7 separate regions of the Mus musculus genome follow, and all the other regions are linked to region 1. The links are chromatin contacts, called in public promoter capture Hi-C maps. All regions are on one chromosome and are shown on one strand. The core of a region is the stretch at or near the end of the contact, and the rest is flanking DNA. Distances in the headings are between cores, read along the strand shown.

What was found. Promoter capture Hi-C pulls out the DNA fragments that hold promoters and counts their contacts. Capture Hi-C pulls out chosen DNA fragments and counts their contacts.
Region 2: a contact with region 1 is called in a promoter capture Hi-C map of liver, with 3 times the contacts expected there. A contact is called at or near these places in 2 of 39 promoter capture datasets (liver and pre-B cells), 1 of 130 datasets of targeted methods (microglia) and 1 of 9 other capture datasets (liver).
Region 3: a promoter capture Hi-C map of pre-B cells shows a contact between it and region 1, with 4 times the contacts expected there. A contact is called at or near these places in 2 of 39 promoter capture datasets (liver and pre-B cells).
Region 4: a contact with region 1 is called in a promoter capture Hi-C map of liver. A contact is called at or near these places in 1 of 39 promoter capture datasets (liver) and 1 of 9 other capture datasets (liver).
Region 5: a promoter capture Hi-C map of liver shows a contact between it and region 1, with 3 times the contacts expected there. A contact is called at or near these places in 3 of 39 promoter capture datasets (cranial neural crest, liver and pre-B cells) and 1 of 130 datasets of targeted methods (pancreatic cancer cells).
Region 6: a contact with region 1 is called in a promoter capture Hi-C map of liver, with 5 times the contacts expected there. A contact is called at or near these places in 2 of 39 promoter capture datasets (liver and pre-B cells) and 1 of 484 Hi-C or Micro-C datasets (embryonic stem cells).
Region 7: a promoter capture Hi-C map of liver shows a contact between it and region 1, with 6 times the contacts expected there. A contact is called at or near these places in 6 of 39 promoter capture datasets (the 3T3-L1 cell line, the C10 cell line, cranial neural crest and 3 more), 4 of 130 datasets of targeted methods (epiblast stem cells, microglia, pancreatic cancer cells and 1 more) and 1 of 9 other capture datasets (adipose tissue).

What each region holds. Positions count from the first base shown.
Region 1 is chr19:7,038,576-7,041,275 of GRCm38.p6, reverse strand. It overlaps Stip1 (stress-induced phosphoprotein 1), which reads left to right and starts at 1,250. Exons shown (of 14, transcript NM_016737.2): 1 at 1,250-1,396. The coding sequence starts at 1,388.
Region 2 is chr19:5,040,095-5,042,809 of GRCm38.p6, reverse strand. It overlaps Brms1 (breast cancer metastasis-suppressor 1), which reads right to left and starts at 1,447. Exons shown (of 10, transcript NM_134155.3): 1 at 1,320-1,447. B4gat1 (beta-1,4-glucuronyltransferase 1) reads right to left here. Exons shown (of 2, transcript NM_175383.2): 2 at 1,676-2,503. The coding sequence ends at 2,312.
Region 3 is chr19:5,386,906-5,389,605 of GRCm38.p6, reverse strand. D330050I16Rik (RIKEN cDNA D330050I16 gene) reads right to left here and starts at 1,270. Exons shown (of 1, transcript NR_033224.1): 1 at 1-1,270. It overlaps Sart1 (squamous cell carcinoma antigen recognized by T cells 1), which reads left to right and starts at 903. Exons shown (of 20, transcript NM_016882.3): 1 at 903-1,291. The coding sequence starts at 979.
Region 4 is chr19:8,940,542-8,943,300 of GRCm38.p6, reverse strand. Mta2 (metastasis-associated gene family, member 2) reads right to left here and starts at 1,381. Exons shown (of 18, transcript NM_011842.3): 1 at 919-1,381. The coding sequence starts at 946. Eml3 (echinoderm microtubule associated protein like 3) reads right to left here. Exons shown (of 22, transcript NM_144872.1): 20 at 2,624-2,722; 21 at 2,268-2,398; 22 at 1,719-2,171. The coding sequence ends at 1,968. Gm10353 (predicted gene 10353) reads left to right here and starts at 911. Exons shown (of 4, transcript NR_165499.1): 1 at 911-2,649.
Region 5 is chr19:5,097,220-5,099,919 of GRCm38.p6, reverse strand. Cnih2 (cornichon family AMPA receptor auxiliary protein 2) reads left to right here and starts at 1,399. Exons shown (of 6, transcript NM_009920.4): 1 at 1,399-1,737. The coding sequence starts at 1,657. It overlaps Rab1b (RAB1B, member RAS oncogene family), which reads left to right. Exons shown (of 6, transcript NM_029576.3): 6 at 1-713.
Region 6 is chr19:5,271,670-5,274,374 of GRCm38.p6, reverse strand. It overlaps Pacs1 (phosphofurin acidic cluster sorting protein 1), which reads left to right and starts at 1,256. Exons shown (of 24, transcript NM_153129.3): 1 at 1,256-1,836. The coding sequence starts at 1,487. Sf3b2 (splicing factor 3b, subunit 2) reads left to right here. Exons shown (of 21, transcript NM_030109.2): 21 at 1-454.
Region 7 is chr19:8,755,806-8,758,505 of GRCm38.p6, reverse strand. It overlaps Nxf1 (nuclear RNA export factor 1), which reads right to left and starts at 1,403. Exons shown (of 21, transcript NM_016813.2): 1 at 1,247-1,403. The coding sequence starts at 1,274. 1700023D09Rik (RIKEN cDNA 1700023D09 gene) reads left to right here and starts at 1,537. Exons shown (of 2, transcript NR_132423.1): 1 at 1,537-1,721.

The sequences.
Region 1 (2,700 bases), core at 1-2,500:
AACAACCAAAAAACCTAACCTTTGTATTTTCTTTTTGTCAAACAGAAGGTTGGAGGCTCATGGGTAGAGGGCTTGTGTAGCACAGACAAGACCTTTGTTTCTATCTCCAGTCACCCAAAAAGTACTCTTGCCACATTTGGCTCACACCTGTAATTTCAGCACTCTGCCTCTTCCCTCTCCCTCTCTCTTGAGACAGGGTCTCACTATATAGTTCTGGTATGGATAGCTCTGGCTGTCCTGGACCTCACTATGTAGATCAGGCTAGCTTAAGAGATACACCTGCCTCTGCTTCCTGCGTGCTGTATGCCACCACCGCTCATTTCCTCCGATCTTAAGTGAGGCAGGAGAAAGAACTAGGTAGGCATAAGTGAACAGATAAGGGGTAACCGGATGGAGAGGGTATGCATTGGTGCTACTGGCACAGACATGGCACCGCACAGCCCACGTTCCTTATACAAATCCTGTCCAGACCCCTGATCATCAGTCTCTGTCGTTCCATAAGCTACACGCTAAGCCTGCAACCCAAGTAGCATTTCTGCTGGCAGGCCATGGTGACCAAAGCTTGCAGCTGAGTTCAGAGAGTAAGGGCCAAGCAGCCGGTCCGCCAGGACACTGCCGGAAAAGCGGAGGCCTGTCGTGGCCCGCAGCATTTTGGGAACATTCAACGCAGGCCCGTCATAGCCCGCAATATTTTGGGTACATTCCGGGCCTAATAGTCAGGATGCGAGGAAGCGCGGGCCAACAGTCTCAGACTCAGGGAAAACAGCTTGTAACGCTGTAGTTAAAGCCTAGGCGACACCGGGCCAGATGCTCGACTCCCCACGAACCACCAGCCAGCCGAGCACCCCCTTACAGGGCAGCGGCATAAACCAATCAGCGCCAGGAATGGCCAAATTTTTTTTTTTCCCCACCCATCCACCCAATTGAATGTTTCCTCTGAAAGGCGGTTCCGTCTAGGAGTCCTTCAGCCCAATGAGAGTTGTGGAAATTTCCAGAAAGAACAGGACCAATGGGTGCGGCCAGGCCAGCTACAATTGACGGACTAACCAACCAATCCGTGTCGTCAAGACCCGCTCCTCCCTCAGTTAGCCTAGCCCTGAAATAGGCGGGACTTGCCGCGGAGTGTCCAATCCGGAGGTGCAGAGGAGGCAGGGCTGAAGAGAAGACCCGTAAAAAACCAATGAAAGAGAAGTCACGATGATTGACTGAACTTTAAGCCTATAAAAGGGGCGAGCAGAGCCTCCTGGACGTGTTCAACCAGTGAGCAGGCGAGGAAGGGGCGGTAACCTGGGGGTCCCGGCAGCTTCTAGTAGGTTCCAGAAGGCGGCGCGTGCGGTTGGGAACGCGGAGCGGACGAATTCGATTCAACGGGGTTCCGGGCCAGGCTATGGAGCAGGTGAAGGGGGAGGGGCGGCCGGGGCCCCGGGGCAGCGCAGGCCTGTTGGCGGGGAGAAGCGAGTGGTTGGGGGGCCGGGTCGGGCGGCCGAGGCGCGGGCGTGAGAGCCGCGGTCGGGCGTGTGAGGGGAGAATGGCGAGCGCCCGTCGCCCCCGCGACCCGCCGAGTGGAGCGGGAACAGGCCTGGCCGCGGCCGGGCCCCGAAGCTTCTGGGGGCCGGGCCTCCTCAGCGCGGAGAGGCCCCTGTCGGCCGCTGCGAACTTGGAGGGATCCGGTGACCGATCACCCCAGCAGCCTTCGGGGTACACGGCATCTGTGTGCGCCCGGGAAAAGGACCCGCGCGACTGCAGAGAAGGCGGGCGCGGACAGTGTCACCAGGGCTCCCTGAGGCATACATATGTCGCCCCTCCCCCCACTTTTCGTAGTGACTGTGGGGTGACTGAGTATCCGACCCTTGGAAATTCCGTTCCCGATTACACAGGATTTAGTGGTTTTAGACAGTTGTGAGCCGATAGTGAGGAGCTAGAAGTCCCTGTCTCTACCGCTCAGCATCTGATCTGGGGCACAGAGGGAAACCTGCCGTCCTTACCTTGGTGATTTAGCTCAGGCTACAGTGGCCTGCATCTGAGGCCTGGAGAGGTTTTGTTACCTTGGAAGCTGTCATTGAACCGTTGTGATTCATCCAAACACACACATACAAAAAGAGCACAGCTTACTACTACTTTTACTGTGATGTATAAAGTAAAACCTTTTGTTCTGGAATAGTCACTGTGAGGGACCGTGGGGCCTCTCACCTTGTTAATAAGACTAAATGGAGAGGTTAATCAACTTTCTGTACCCTTGGAGTAATTAAACTGTAACTGCAGTACGGACAAGAGAGACGCTTTTTTGGTATGAGTAACACCTTGCTCTGTTACAACAAAAAGAGGTTGTTTTTCATTATCATTCATTCATTCATTGTGTGGCACTAGGGATCAAACACAGGGCCTGAATTTAGAGCTATGGTCTACCCCGTCCATCCTCCCCACCCTCCTCAGTGGGGAAAAATCCTGCCAGCCATTATACAAGTGTGCAAGTGTTCCTGTGGACTGCAAACTTACAGTAAGATGACAAATTTGAGCGTTGGGCTTAGAGATGGCTCAGTTGGTTCAGCGTTTGATGTCTAAGGATGAAGGCCTGGGTTCCGATTGCCTTTACCCACTAAATCGGTGAGGGGAGGGGAGACCCGAGCATCTCAGGCCTGTCTGTGAGCTCCAGATTCATTGAGATTCTGTCTCAGAGTAAGGTGGAGAGTGTTGGAGGAA
Region 2 (2,715 bases), core at 198-2,697, 2.0 Mb after region 1:
CAGAGTGAAAAACAAGTACAAAGACCTAGAAGTGAGAAAAGGGACCAGGGACACAGGCATGTGAACTTCCACTAGACCCAGGCTCCTCTAGCTACATACGGCAAGTTATTTAGGCTTTGTGCAGTCTGACTTTTCAGGCGGAACTGTGAGAAGGGGCCTCTGTTGGAATTCCCAAGGTCAACAAAGGAGGCAGGAGGAGAAACCTCTGCAGAACAGATTGAAAATCCAAGAGTTAGGGTGGAAGGTATTTTCAGAAGGAAGGAGACAACGAGAGATTGATACTGCCAGGCCCCCAGAGAGAATAGGTCATCTTGGATGTAGATGCTTCTAGTTCACACTGGTGTGATTTCTACATCTCTGGTTGCTGCTCTGTAAGTCTTTCCCATGGGGAAGGCATAACTCCTTCCCCCAGGAAGTTTTTTTTTGTTTTGTTTTTTTCGAGACAGGGTTTCTCTGTGTAGCCCTGGCTGTCCTGGAACTCACTCTGTAGACCAGGCTGGCCTCGAACTCAGAAATCTGCCTGCCTCTGCCTCCCTAGTGCTGGGATTAAAGGTTTCTTTGTTTTTTATCTCATATTCTCCCAGTCTCATGTCCGACCACCCAGTGAAATGTGGGTGTTTCATCAGGACAGGGCAGCAGGCTGTCCTACTCGCCCAGTGCAGTGCCAGCTCACTTGATGACTGGGAATTTCTAAACCCAAATTAAACAACATAAACTTTTGCAGTATAGAAACTGGCTTTTCCTTCTTGGCAACCCTACTTGGAGTAACGCTCCTTCACACCCATGCAAGTAATTATAGCGCCGGACCTGCAGGAGAGTTTAGTAGCATTTCCTCCTGCTCTGAAAATCCAGATCTCCAAAACAGCCTCACTGTTCCCCTTTTCACGCCTCAGACCCTCCACACTGGCAATTCCTTTTCACCGTTGTATATACTCTTTCTAAGACGCAGGATGAATTCAAGGATCTCCTTCCTCCAGCTGACTCTGATCCTGACTTCGTTAAATGAAGTCACAACCAATCGTCCCTCCTTAACCCGGGTACAAATAGGGGATATACCATTGCTGAGGGTTGTAGGGAGTGGAAGAGGCACACGGTAAACGCGCGGTGTATAAGCACCTCCACAGCAAACCTCCAGGGAAAGCAGACCCCTCCCTACAGACACAGAGGACAAACTCTGCGGCGCAAGGAACTATCCCACCTCGATCCACCCTCGGAACCGCGGGCTCCTCTCAGGCCAGCGCGCGAGTCGGGCCGGTTAAGTCTCTGCTTTAGCTCCGATCCGGAAAGCCCAACCCAGCGCCGGGCGTGGCCATACGCACCGCAGACACTGGGGCCTCCGGCCTCACGTCCAGGACTCCCGGAGAGCTGTCCGACCCAGGGTGTGAACGCCGCCGCCGTTGATCTCCGGAACAGTGCTGCGCAGGATTCTCTTTCTCCAGGAGGTGTCGACGCTTCCGTGTGCGTCATCAGGAGGCGCCCATTTGTGGCGCTTACAATGGAACCACTGGTGTCCAGGCATGCCGGGATACGGCGGACGGGTCTCCATAGCAACTGGCCCCCAGTAACCCAGGCCTTCAGCCTGTCCTAGCATTGTGGTCGGTGTCCTTGGGTCCACCGCCGTCTAACACGGTGCTCCGGCCCACCACCCCTCGGCTTAGGAGAGTAACAGAGCCAGCTGTGGGTGTGACATTCGTTTATTTACATAATGTCATCCGAAGGCAAATGAGCAGCCCAACCTACTGGAGGGCACAGATCTGGGACTTTAACCTTTATCTCTTTCCTCCTTCAGGGATCTCGGAGGGCGGAGGGCGAAGGCATGAGAGAACGGGAAACGTTCTTAGCACTACATTCTACGTTTTCATCTTTCTTTCCAAAAGCCTCATTTTATTAAACACTCAAGCTTCCCACCTCTAGCCCATTCAAACTTTTTGCTCTGCCGCTATCCACCCAACATGGTTAATAGTAACAATATCATAATAACACTGTAGCAATATTAATAATACTTCACATTTGTACGAAGTTTACAGGATGTTTACACATACAGCGTCTCATCTGAGCCAACAGTTCTGTGAGGTAGGTATTTTCACCTCCCTTTTTACAGACGGCGTAACGGAGGCTCAGAGAAGTAATAGTATTTGCTCAAGGCCACACAGCTAGTTAGTGGTAAAGCTGAGACTTGACTCCCAGCACCCCATAGTCAAGTCCAGTGTTCCAAACCCATAGCTACCTCTGTAAAGTGGAGGCATGTTTCTTACCCCAGTCAGGCCTGGAGCCAGATACTGACAATTCTCAGACCATGGAAGACAAGGACTCAGCATCGGTGGGGAGAGTTGGGGTACCTAGCCTTCAACTCCTGTTTGAACTGGCGGTAAAGGATCTTATTGCGCTGGTTTTCAGCCTCCTTTTGGGGATGGAACTTCAATGCCTCCTTGAATCCCTTATGAACCAGAAAACCTTCGTTCAGCACCTCAAAATTAAACCCTGCCACGTGCAGCTCACAAGCCTGGAAAAGGGGCGGGGGGGGGGGAGGGAGAGATAGAGGAGGGGAGAGGGAAGAGAGGGAGAGAGACAGGGAGAGGTCACAGTGATTTAATCACAATAACTTAATGATATCCCCAGGGCCCACATGATCATCCCTAAAGTTCCACTCCACTGTCCTCAATTCTCCATCATCCAACCACTTTCTTCTTGCTTCACTGCCTCCTTTCCACCAAT
Region 3 (2,700 bases), core at 21-2,520, 1.7 Mb after region 1:
AGGAAAAGTCGAGAAAAGCATGTAATCCCAGCCTGGGCTACATAGTTAACAGGCTAGACAGAACGGGAAAAACAAAAAAAGGAGGGAAAGCATATACATGCACAAATGTGCCGAATTTGCACTCAAGCCTGGAGTGGCCATGCACACGAGAGGCTGACAGAGGGACTGTGGTGGGTTTGAAGACAGCCAGGGGTAAGTAACAAGTACTAGACCTACCTTTACAAAAAAAGAAAACTAGAAACAAACCATCACTCAGTATCACCAGGTTTATAGGCACAAATTCAAAGAGCACTCCAAAGCCTAGTTAAAAAGGTCCAATCCAGCTGGGCGGTGGTGGCGCACGCCTTTAATCCCAGCACCTGGGAGGCAGAGGCAGGCGGATTTCTGAGTTCGAGGCCAGCCTGGTCTACAGAGTGAGTTCCAGGACAGAGAAAACCCCTGTCTAAAAAATAATAATAAAACGGTCCAATCCATCAGTCTAGGGGACATAGGATGACGGTAGCGTTCGCTAAAAGAAAGAGTATTTTCCAACTCTGGATGGAGCCCCGGCACTAGGGAGCTTGCTTGGACAGTCACTGGAGAGGGGGCTGCCCACAGAGAGACTTGAGGCACAGAGCACCACGAAGCGATCAGAGTGGAAGGGGAAGGAGGCAGGGGAAACTTCTAGCTCCGGAGATGATGACCCAGTACCATGCTAAAGTTCTTACGGCTCTACGACTACCATCTTAGATGGCGCGAGAGGGTGGACGGCGCAGTCTCTACAGGTGCGCGTGCGCAGAGACCAGTAGCTGGCAGGCGGGACCGCGCACCCTCAATCAGTCCCTCCCGTGAGCCTTTGGAGGTTCCCAGGCAGGCCCCGGAAACAGCCCCTCTTAGTTTCCGGCAACAGGAACGGGGCGGTCGCGCGACCCGGAAGCGTTCCCATTTCGCGTCGTCTGGGCTAGGGTAGCGGCCCGGCTCCAGGCGGACGCAATAATCATGGGGTCGTCAAAGAAGCACCGTGGCGAGAAGGAGGCGGCCGGGACGACGGCTGCGGCCGGGACTGGGGGCACGACCGAGCAGCCGCCACGGCATCGCGAGCATAAGAAACACAAGCACCGGAGCAGCGGCGGCGGCAGCAGCGGCGGCGAACGACGGAAGCGGAGCCGGGAGCGTGGGAGTGAGCGCGGGAGCGGGCGGCGTGGGGCGGAAGCCGAGGCCCGCAGCGGCGCGCACGGTCGCGAACGAAGCCAAGCGGAGCCCTCGGAGCGGCGCGTGAAGCGGGAGAAACGCGATGACGGCTACGAGGCCGGTGAGGGCGGGGCCCGGGGGCGGGGCAGGGTCTTGGGATGCCCAGGACGGAGGGTACGGGAGGACCTCGAGGGCCATCTGCCTCTCGGGTTAAAGACGTCCTCCGGGTGTTTGGGGTTAAACGTTGACGTCTCCACGTTAAGCTTTAAGAAGACAGGAGTCTTCCTGCCTTCCCTGTCTTCCTGGCACTTCACAGCAATGCATTGGGTGGGTGAATGAGGTGGGACGAGCGTGTACAGACAATCGACCAATAGCTCATAGCGGAGACATGAAGCAGTAAGATAGGCTTGGGTCTGAACCAGCGCTGTAAGCCCTGTTGAGAAGTTTGGGCTTTGTTATGAGGATGGTAGGGAGCCAAGGATTTGAGTAAGCAAGTGACTTGAATTGCATGATATTTTATGAAGATCAGTGGGTTGAGAGCTTGTCAAACGTAGGACCAGAGATCAAGAGATCGGGAGGGAGGTCCAAGCAACCAGGTGAGGGCTAATAGTATGCATGTTTCTCTATGCAGCGGGCCGGAGAGAAGTGGACAGATTGAATAGGAATTCGGTCTGATTGGCCTGGTGAATGGAGGTGTCATCTGTTGGAACTGAGTTTAGAAGAGAAGCAGATTTGAGGCAGGGGAGAATGACACAGTTTTGGGAGAACTTTATGTTTGGTGTATATGGGAAACCTTACAGTTTAAGTGAGATAGAGTGACTTTGGGCTGGTGTGTATTCAGGAAACCAAAGAAGTGCCTTAGAACATGTGGAATGAGAACGAGAGTCAGGCATAGAACCTGCTAAATTCCAGTAGTTCAGTTGTGGGCAGAGGAACATGTTGAGGAGCATAAATAGTAGCCAGTGGCAGGAACCCACAGTCTGCCCATAGGATCTATGCAAAGAGAGCATTGCTGAAGTGTGATCCACCACAGGACATTAATCTTTTAAACAAAGGATTGTTTTTATGTTAATGCATTTGAGTATTTTACCCTCATGTGCCCGTGCCAGCAGAGGTCAGAAGAAGGCATCGGATCCCCTGGAACTGAATTAGATGGCTGTGAGTTGCCATATGGATTCTGAGAACCAAATTTGGGTCCTCTGTAAGAACAGCAAGTGCTCTTATCCCCTGAGACATCTCTCCAGTCTCCAGATCAGAAATTTTCTTGAAAGTAATCTGCTAGTTGGAAAAAGGGAGACTTGGGACTTGACAGTTCCCACAGAAAGTGGAGTGGTGCCAAGGCAGAGAAAGGGACTGTTGGGTTAAAGAAGAGAGTGACTGCAGTGGTTGAATACGGCAGAGATTTTTGAGAAGATGCCCTCCTGGTAGGGCCTGGTTGGGGGAGCTAAATTTGATGCATCTTCCTCTGTATGGTGTTTGTTGAAGTTCTCTTCTGTTTGTGGGATGGGTAGAGCAGGTCCAGGGTGCATG
Region 4 (2,759 bases), core at 132-2,631, 1.9 Mb before region 1:
GGTGGCATATGCGTTTAATCCCAGCAGTCTGGGAGACCAAAGCAGGCTCTTGGTTCAAAGCCAGCCAAGTCTACAGCTCAAGTTCCAGGACAGCCAGGGTTACACAGAGAAACCTTGTCTCAAAAGAAACAAGGGGGAAACCTGCCTCAAAAAGGAAATGGGGGGTGGGGGAAGAGAAGAGAGAAAAAAAGAAAAAAAAAAAAAAAAAAAAGGAAGGAAGGAAAAGAGATATTATGGAAATACTTTGCCAGGCAGTGGTGTCACACACCTTTAATTCCAGCAGTCAGGAGGCAGAGGCAGGCGGATCTCTGAGTTCGAGGACAGCCTGGTCTACAGTATGAGTCCCAGGACAGCCAAGACTACACAGAGAATAAACCTTGTCTAAAAAGAAACAAGGAAAAAAGAAGAAAAAGGAAATGAGTTTTTACCCCCTACCCCTGCAACACCCAGTTCTAAAGTCAGATCTTCACTCAAAAGTGAGACTTAAGAAACAAGAACAAGAATTTCCCTGGAGTCCATACAACTTTGCACTCAAGTTGCATCCTTGTATAGGAGAATTGAGTAAACTGTTCAGGCCCCACCTTCGCGAACGCACAAGCCGCCACAGAAAAGAAAACCCCTGCGCGCCTAGCCCCTAGCGCGGCTGGCCGGACGGTGGGTCACTCGGGCCCCTTCCAAAGCCAAGGCCACTTCCAGCCCGGCGATCCAGTCACAGGTCTCAAGAGCACCGTTACGGCTGCAGGTAAGCCTCTGCGGTAGACTCTGCGCCCGATAGCGTCGCCGCCGCGGAACCATGGCTCTTGATTCCGGTTCCGGTCGGTGCCGCGGCCCACACGACCCCAGATGTGGCTCCCCCGCGCCTGCGGACACCGAGTCTCCCTGATCCCGGCCTCAGCCTCTTCCGCTCAGGGTACTCACCTCCCACCCGGTACATGTTAGCCGCCATGGCCGTTCCCGCCGCCGCCTCCGGCCACACAAAGAGGTCCCGGAGGCTCGCGGGGGCAAAGCTCAGCTCCAGACGAAGCCCCCAGCGCGTGGCTGACGCTTCGCGGAAGTGTCGATGGGGCCCGAGCAGCCGGCACCTCTGCTCGCTCAGCCGCCGCGGCTCATCACTGCCCGCGCGACGACGACACTGCTATAGCCTCACGCCGGGACACCGAGGCCAGCTCCGGTCTACTCGGCTTCTTCCGGAACGAGCTCGATTCCTGCCTGACCGGAGTGAGGTTCCAGCTCCTAGCGTCCTCACCGAGTCCCAGCAGACGTCGTGCGGTGCCAACCGCTGGCAAGGTTTGCCCTGCCCGCGTCCGGGTTCGCCTCCTTCCGGAACACCTTCGGCCGATCCGGAGAACAAGGCCCAGCGCTCGGCTCAGGTCGGAGAGCAAGACCCCGCAGATCGGCCACTTCCGGAAGGAACTCGGCTCCTTTCGCTCAGCCGCGGCCTCGCGCTCGGTTATTTCCGTTGCAGCTCGACCCCGCCCCTGAGGGCGGTGAGGAGCCGGAATTAACTCTTTGCACTATGGGTCCTAGCAGCTCCCCGGCAGTGGCGTCGAAAGGCGCGCGCGCGCCCTCACTCTTCTTGAGGTTATTTGCAAGCCGCTTTGCCTGTTATTTGCATATTTGGTCTGAACTCCCTTTTCTCTTCCCGCCCTGCACTTTTTTCTTTCATCCTAACACAACTGGGCCCCTGAGGGGACCCGCCGCACAAAAGCACCAGGCAGTTACTTTTTTCTTTTTATTGCCCCTCACCGAGCAGAGGGTGTCGGAGCTGGGTTGCCTGGCTCAGCCAGCAAGTCTGTTGTTATTTTGTGTGCAGTGGGGTGGTTAGCCCCTCCAGAAAAATGCGCAATTGGGAATGTATGAAGTCAAAGAAAAAGCCAGCACAGGAAAAGACTGTCCTTGGTCCTAGGGGTTTTGGCCAGGGTGGGGCCAGACCACAGTACCAGAGGGACAAGACCATCCAGCATCAATCACACGTCCAGGGAGGAGGCAGGGGACAGAGAGGGCGTTCTAGATGGTGTGGCAGGAGCGGGCCCAGAGCTCCCTGCCCCCAGCACTCGCCACTGAAAGATGCTAGCATCCTTGCCACCTAAGGAGACAAGGTATGAGTCGTCGTGCGTGAACCGGACACTAGTCACATGGCTGCCATGGCCTGAGTACATACGACTTGGCGCCTAGATGAGAGAAAAAAAAAAAAAAAACAACTGGTTGCAGCAATGGCAGGGTACCAAACCTACCCACCTGGGCCCAATGGTCCCCTGAAGCCTCACCTTGGCTCGAGCACATGGGTACTGAAAGAGGTGTACTTTGCAGAAGTCGTCTGCCACAGCCACCACCCGTTCATTGTGGGAGCGGCAAAGGGAGTTGATGTCTGTCCCATCAGAGCCATCAGGCCACACACCTAACACAACAGGTGGCCTGAGTCAGGCTGCTACCACAACCTAGAGTTGCAGTGTTTCAGGTCTTCAGGTTGCCACTGCGCTCCAGACAATCCCAAGGGGCCTCCTAGCCTGGATTTGCCACTATGACCCCCACCCCGAGGTGGCACACGCCCAGGATTCTGAGGGCAGAATGGGTTCTTCCTTGTTTCCCCAGCCCTCCTAACGGATTCCAGATCCTGGCTCACCATAGACGTGGAAGCCCAGCACACAGGTATAGGTAGCCCACTCCCGGTCTCTGCTCTCATAGCGGTTCCTCAGCAGTTTGCAGCCTCCAGCCACATCCCCTAGGTGGAAATCGCCTACTCAGCCGTCATTCTTCCC
Region 5 (2,700 bases), core at 150-2,649, 1.9 Mb after region 1:
CCCCATAGCCACCTTTTCCTCATCTCTGCCTCACTCCATCGCTCCCACACAGCTTGAGCCGTCCAGCTGCGGTTAGGTCTTGAGCACATCTAGGGTAGGTGGGCGGATGGCTGCGGGGCCTGTGTCTCAAGCCGGGAGGGAGCCTGCTCCTGCCTCCCCCTGCCCTGCCTGAGCCAGGCCCATGTGCTGCCTGCCCACCGAGCCCCTTTGTCCCTGAGGAAAGCGGAGGCGGAAGGCCCACCTTGCCAAAGGCCGGGCACCAGCCTTAACCCTCACTCTGCCAGCACCACCTCCCTTTTCCGAGGCAGCACATCTGGCTTGTTCTTCCTCCATTCCTCAGAGCCTGACAGGGCCAGACCTGCTTCTCTGGGGAATGTGGGTGCAGCTTGGGGTTGTGGGGCTCTTCCCCCTCCCAACTCAGAATCCTGGCCCCCACCCTCTGGCACAGCTTCCTGTAGAAAACCTTTGGTCTTTACCTAAGAAGCCATGTCCTTTGTGCTGTCTCTTGCCAGTCTCACCCTACAACCTGTCCTCCCCCTCCAGTGTGTATTTAAGTCCCTGGGCTGCCCCTCTGGGAGGGAGCCTCTTCTCCCAGGTTCCCCTCTGATGTCACATCAGGCATCTTGCAAGGAAAAGCCACTTGGGGGAAGATGGAAAAGGATGAAAAAATAAATTTCCACTGGCCCTTGGATAAGCCAAGGGTTTTTGCAAGGAAGCGGTGGTGACTGAGTGTGGTCTATGGTCAGAGTCAGCTTTGAGTTGCTGGGTGGAACTGGAGTCCAGAGTTTGGTGTGATGCATGGGGGGTCCTGGCTTGGACTGTATCTTAAGCTTGCTGGTAAAAGCCCTTGACCCACATACTGGGGCTGGGAAAGCCTGCTGTGCGGCTATGGGATGTCCCCAAGGGCCCAGCATGAATCTGTCAGAGGGAGGCTGGCAGGAGGCCGTCAGGTGAGCCACCAACATCCACTGGGACAGGCGTTCAAGGCATGAAGTTAGAAGCAAGGAGCAGGCGTTGGTCCCCCTGCATTTAGTCTTCCCCTCCTCCAGTCCCCGACTTTAGTCCCCTCTTGTGGCTTGAAGCCAGATGCCAGCTATCCTGAGCTTTGACAAGCGCTGCTTTACATTAGGACCTCAGTTGTATCCCCCTGAGCCAGCACTCTGTGGAGACGGGAGTACAGAATGTGGCTATAGTGGGCTTAGTTGTCCGAAAGTTGTACCAGGAACGGGCTTCCAGGTCTGCATGTTCTGGAGGTGCACAAACACTGGGCTCATTGGGGTGAGTGGCTGTGCTGGGCTGATGAGGCTGGCGGAGGGGCGCTCTGAGTCTCAGCCCCGCCCGAGGCCGCTGCACGGCGGCCCCGCCCCCGGCTCCGCCCCGCCGGCTTCGCGGGCTGGAGAGCGAGGGAGCCGCGGGCGAGGGATCGCAGGATGAGCGATCGGGGCCCGGGCAGCCGGCAGCGGACGCGCCCCCCGAGCCCCACGGCCCGCGCCCCGCGTCCCCCACGGCCTCGTGGCCCTGGTCCCGGACGCGCTGTCCGTGTCCCTAGAGTCCGGTGGGCCATGCCCGTCCGGCCCTAAGTGTGGGCCGGGGGGCGTCCCCTTGCGCCCAGACCCCGCGCTGGCGCCCCCCGGGCCACCGCCCGGCGCGGGGGCCATGGCGTTCACCTTCGCAGCATTCTGCTACATGCTCACCCTGGTGCTGTGCGCCTCCCTCATCTTCTTTGTCATCTGGCACGTAAGACTGGGCTTGGACTGGGGGCGGGGTGGGGGGCAAGTGGGCTTATGGAGCAGGAGGGGGCTGGGGCTGATGGTATCAGTGCTCCGGGGAAACTTGAAAGGTCTTTTCCACTAGCCCCCATGGTTTCTGTTCGCACCCCCCAACACCCCCTTGTCGTTGGCTTCCTTCCCCCGGGGCAGCCCCCCCCTTCCTTCACCGCCCCCGCCTGTCTGTGGGTATGTCAGTAGGTCCTGACCCTCTCCTTGCTTCATCCAGTCATTGGGCAGGGGCGGAATTCTTGATCCTTCTATATTCTCATCCATCCACCCCCGTCTGTCCATCGGGCAGTTTGTCTGTGTGCCCCCCCAGCCCCCCCGCTGAACCCCTCTCCTTTGTGGGTTTTTCCAACCAGAATGATGGAGATGGTTGCTATGGCAACTGCATCTGTTTACAAGACCCGCATATCTTAGAACCCATTAACCCTGTCCCCTCCTGGACCCCTCTGACCCAAGTGGGATAGGTTCGAAGCAGCTCAAGAAACCTAGCTCCCACCTGGTCTCACTCTGACTCTCCAGCTTCCTTCTGATTCCTTCACATACGTGCCTTTTGTCTTTCATGTCCCTCACTCCTGGTCTGCCCTCACCCTGGCCTAGCCTCACACCTCACTCTTCAGAATGTCTCTTGTCTCATCTCAAATGGTTTCCCATTGGAGAGGGTTCTTGTACCTAGTTCTCTCCTGGGCTTTCCCAAGGGCCTCCTCTACCTGGTTCTTTCTCCTCTCTAGAACTGTGAGCCTCTGGCTTACTGTTGAGGTCTCTGCCGGCTCCTTCCAGCTGCCCCTCCTCCAATGCACTCAAACGGGTCCCATACAGGCCTGTCTCTCTGTTGTAGCTACTAGCATGCACATCTCCTGGTCTAATCCTCTTTTAAGTGTTCTCTTATCTGACTGCATCCAGCGTGCCTCCGTCCCCTCTTGCTTTA
Region 6 (2,705 bases), core at 7-2,506, 1.8 Mb after region 1:
CTCCCTAGGCTCGTCACTTCCTGTTCTTATTTTAGACTTGTTTTGTAAATAAAGCTGTTTCCCAAGGAAGGATGAATACAGGCGCTCTTGAACCTCTCTCTCTTTTAGCTTCTGCAAAAGCATCTACTTCTTGCCTGTAATCACAGATGGCCCATAGGACTATGGGACTGTAGTTCTGAACTGAACTTGTGGGTAGTTCACTATCCCTACCCCTCCTGTGTGTGAAGGCTCTGCTGAAGGTACCTTTGGGTCTGGTCTGACCTTACTGCTTTGTCCGTGGGGAATAAAAATAGCCAGCTTAGCACCGTGGCTAGGCTGGGAAGTAACTGTAGGCTAGGGAAGTAGGCCAGGTCAGGCCTTCCTCATTGACCTTGTGGCAGAAAGGCCGATTTCTTACCTATTGGAGAACATCTGTCTCTAAATAAAATCTCAATTGTTCCAGAGTACTGGCTAACTACTTGGATTTACTAGTGTGTGTGTGTGTTGGTGGGTGGGTGGGTTTGAAGGGCTTGTTTTGTCTTCGTCACTGAGTTCTGAGAAGTTTTTTGAAAAACTAGACTAGGTTGGAGCACAGGATTCCATAACATTTGCTCAAGTACTGGGGAGAAGGTGTGGGTGTAGGAGAGTGCAAGAGCTCTAGGTAGGGTGGGGGTGTGTGGGGATGGCAGCTGATCAGGCCTTGAGAGAAATAGAATTCTAGAAATTGAGAAAGCACCGAGGCACTCTGGGACTTTTGTAAAGAAGGCTGTGTCGGGGGCGCTGTACCAAGAAAGGCTGTTGGACCTAGACAACCTTAGCTCAACTGGCTCCTGCCCACAGTCAAGCTGGAACTTAAGCTCCTTAGGTGGTGGCCGGCCCCTGGATCTCTACCTACTGCTTCTTTTGCAGAAGTGGGCGAAATAACCACAGAAGGGGTCGCCACAGCGGGCTATCCGATTTCCATGCAACGCGTGACCAGAACTACGTGTACTGCAGATCCCAGGGGCTGAGCGCGCTCTCGTACAGTCTTCTCCGGTCCGGGACCGCGCCCCGGAAAACCCGGGTTTCCGCTGGCGGGGTAGCAGCCGCCCGAGGAGGGCGGAGGGAGGAGGGGCGCGGAGCCTGCACGCCGAGGCCTGCTAGGGACTCCAGGGCCGCGCCGCGAGAGCGCGCGGGCTGTAGCCCCTTCCCGGGGGCCGCGGGGCCGAGCGCGAGTCTGGCCCCGCCCCTCGGCGCCGGTCTGGGTGGGGCCGCGGCTCCCCGCCCCTTTCGGACACGCCCACCCAGTGTCTGGGCCTCGCGGGCCGCAACAGGCGGCGGCGGGCGAGCGCGAGGACCGCGCGCAGCGAAAGCCCGCGCGTGCGTGCAGATTCGCTGGTGGCTCGCGCTCCGCCGGGCGTTCTGAGGAGACGCGCTGAGCCGCTGCCGCCGCGGGGGGAAGCCTGAGAGTCGCTCGCGTGCCCTCAGTCTGCGTAAGCCCCGCGCCCCTTCCTCCCCTGGCCAGGCCATGGCGGAACGCGGAGGGGCGGGCGGTGGTCCCGGAGGCTCCGGGGGCGGCAGCAGTCAGCGGGGCTCTGGGGTCGCCCAGTCCCCGCAGCAGCAGCCGCAGCAGCAGCCGCCGCAGCCTCAACAGCCGACGCCCCCCAAGCTGGCCCAGGCCACCTCGTCCTCCTCGTCCACCTCGGCTGCGGCCGCCTCCTCCTCGTCCTCCTCCACCTCCACCTCCATGGCCGTCGCGGTGGCCTCGGGCTCTGCGCCTCCGGGCGGTCCAGGACCAGGCCGCACCCCCGCCCCAGTGCAGATGAATTTGTATGCTACCTGGGAGGTGGACCGGAGCTCATCCAGCTGCGTGCCCAGGTGAGCAACGGGCGGCTGGGAAAAGGTGTTGGCCTAGGGGACCGCCAGGCTGGCTCTGTGACAGGCCCCGCCTCCCCATCTCTCCGGGGCGAGTGGAGGGTACGTCCTCCACTCCTAGCTCATCTTGGCTTTGGGGGGTGGGGGCTGTCTTCTCCTGGGCCTTCCAAGACTGTTGTGTGGGCCTGCCCTCTCCAGCAGTCCCACCTTCCGCCTTGGCTCGAACCACCCTCCTGTCCTCCTGGAGCAATGGTGGCCTCGGGGACCCAGCCCAGTGGCCTTCCTTGGCTGGGTCTGACCGAATCTGGCCTTCCTTACGGTCAGTAAGTCACTCTTCTTCCTGCCTCACTGGCGCCCGTGGGCTGTACATATGTTAATGTTACACAGATGTGGTAAAGATGGCTTTGATATAGTTCTTTCCCAACGTACTTAGCATGTGCCAAATTCATTTGTCACCTGTTGCAGGTAAAGCTGGTTAACACTTGGGGGTTCAGTACATACATTCATATGTTCTTCATGCTACACACATTCTCTGGGTACTCTGTGCTCTTAGTTTGGACATCAGTTGAATGTGTTCTTAAATGCAAGTTTTCATTTCCTCCTCCACTAGATACTGGTCACAGAGTCTCCAGGTTCCTATGAGCTCTGTAAAATGACTGCCTTGTTCCTAAATTCAACCCATTTTTCTGTCCATTGGAACTATCTGAAAACTTGCATCAAAAAATTATGCTTGTTTCTCTATGGCAAAGCAGTTGTTGTATATACTTCTTTGGGGACAGTGTGTTGGATTGACCCTATGCTAAGACAGCCTGCAGGGTTGGTTTTGCCCAGTAAGCACAAAGAAATGCCTGGAGGTGTTCATTTTGTGCTTC
Region 7 (2,700 bases), core at 154-2,653, 1.7 Mb before region 1:
ACAGAAGGCCTGGCACACAGGGAATGACCTGGAACCTCTGATCCTCTTACCTTAAACAGTGCACTACTACACTTGGTTCTATTTATTTTCCTTTTTGCCAGACCTTGAGTTTAACTCTAGGAGCCCAACCCCCCCAAAAAAAAGTAAAAGTCTATGCAATACCGAACTTGGGAAGCTGACACAGGGAGACTGACTGAGGCCAGCCTGGGATACTAGGGCTGACCCTGTAAGGGAGAATTAGCCTTCCCTAGGGATGAATTCCCTAAATGGTTATCCAATCCCAAATGGTAAGCTTTAGAAACAAATATATACACATTAACACTAAATGGGCTCTGCATGTTGGATGAATTTGGGGAGAGAGTTGACAATGGGAATGGCTAGAGAAAGGAGACCAAGTAATTATATTTGAATTAAAATAAAGGTTCATTGGGTAGCTATTTTTCAGGCCTGGATAAATCATCAGTATTACACAAATACAAAAAAGGTATAACTTTCAAAGAAATCCACCTAATATCTAGCATCCTCTAAACAACGATCCTCTCCAAGCAACCCTAGTAAAAAGGAATACATTAAGAGACAGTGAAACTACGGTTCACGGAAGAAAATTCCCACTCCAGTTACTGTGTTCTAGGCACTTGGTAGAAATTATTTCATACGCACACAAACGCACACGCACATGCACACAAACTTGGGAGACAGGTACCCACATGAAAGAGGCGGAAAACAAGGCCTGAAAGTTTAACTCACTCGGGTTTAGTACAGCCAACTCCAGATTCAAACCTCAGCTGTCATAGTGTCCTAACCACCACAATGAATTAACATGTCAGGATAGGTGTTCCGACTAGAAATTTGATAAACAATAAGCAGCAAGCTACAAGAACAGACTGATCGTATCACAAAAAGAAAAAGAAAAATAGGGCACCAGGGTAGCCCACGACCAAGCGACTACTGACTCACATTTAAAGGAAGAGTCGGGCCGCCAAACTGAACTGACAGGCATCAACCACCCTCAAAGTTGAAAGGAATCTTGTCACCCCACCCCTGAGCCACAGGTTCTCCAACGCCTGAATCCGGGCGACTCTGGAGCCCCTGGGTCCCGCGGCGCCCCGCGCCCCCTGCCCGCGCGGCCACCGCTACCTACGGACGTAGGGCTCCTCGCGGCCTCCCGCCCCCGGGCTGAGGCCTAGGCCAGGGCCGCCCACCCCAACCCACCGCGTCGCCTCCCGGCCCGAGGCCCCGCACTGACCGTTGTATGACTTCCCTTCGTCCGCCATGGCACAGGCAGGTACAGGGGCGGGCTCAGGCGCAGAACCTGACGCCACCAAACGCCAAGGAGCCTTAGCGCTCAGGACAGAATCTCTCCTACGACCGGCGCCACCGCATTTATCCGGCGAAGCACGTCGCGCGCCGCCGACGTCCCCAGGATGTGGGCGGTGCCGCGGGACGTGAACGCGCTCTCTGAGCCTGCGCAGAAGCAGGGCGGCCGCTCGGGGGCGTGGCCAGGCCCTCCGAGGCCCGCCCACGGCCGGAGCTCCGGCCGGATGGCCTATCGGCCGGCCCCGCCTTCCTATTTCTTCGCTGGCCCGGTCCCGGAGCTAAACCCTCTGCGTTAGCACTGAACTCAAGAGGAGCAGGGTCGAGGGCTACACACAAGAATGGAGACCTGGCCTCTGAACGGGAGTAACGGCCCACAGTCCCCGCCGGTGGGATCCCGGCAGCGAGTAAGTCGCAGCTCAGTTCCTTGCCAGCCGCTGGCCTATGCCCTCTTAGCTTTTCTCATCTCCACGACGAATTATGACGAAATAGAAAATTGGAATGTAAGCCCCACTGGAGCAGGAACCTTAACTAATGCGAACTTTTCTTCCTCCAGCACAGTATCATGCCCAGTGTGAAACCCAAGTGTGAATTAAACGAAATCCTGTCCTTCGTAGGTTTTTAAATTGACTAATGAAAAAAGGTCTTTTAAATTGACTAATGAAAAAAAAAGTCAAGTCGGGTGTAGTGGAGCAGGTCTTTAAACCCAGCATTTGGAAGGCAGAGGCAGGCAGATCTTTGAGTTTGAGGCCAGTCTTGGCTCTATAGAAATTTCTAGAACAGCCAGAGCTATGTAGAGACCCTTCCTCCAAAAAAAATAAAATAATAAAATAAAATAAAAAAGCTTTAGTCTTACTATCAATACTTTGTCCAGTTCAGAGATAGGGAACACTACATAGACCATCTCAAAACAAAATCAGGGATCTAGTGAGCCTTAAGCCTTGATCTTCACTTCACTCAGTCTGTCATACTGAAGCCTAATTGGTAGACCCAGGTCAGCTAGGTAGGTAGCTAGGGAAAGTTGCTAGTTTTGGGTTTTGTTTCTTGAAACAGGGTTTCTGTGAAACTTGCTTTGTAGACCAAGTTGGCCACAAACTCAAGAAATTCACCTGCTTCCAACTCCCAAGTGTTGACTGAAACTTTAATGTCAAACCCAAGAGCTCTAGGAAACTTTTCTGGTGTGGCTAGGACTATTGCAGCCTTGGATCCAGATGCTGCTGTGGGAGGGGGAAGCAGATGGGGTGCTGGTAGGCATGGAGCATGACTTGATTTGAAGATACAAAACAGGCTCAAACTTATGGGTACTGTCTTGGAAGTTGCCGCCCAATTATGAACCCACTTAGTCCAAAGGAAAACTCTTATGAAGTGCTGCTGTACTTGGCTACT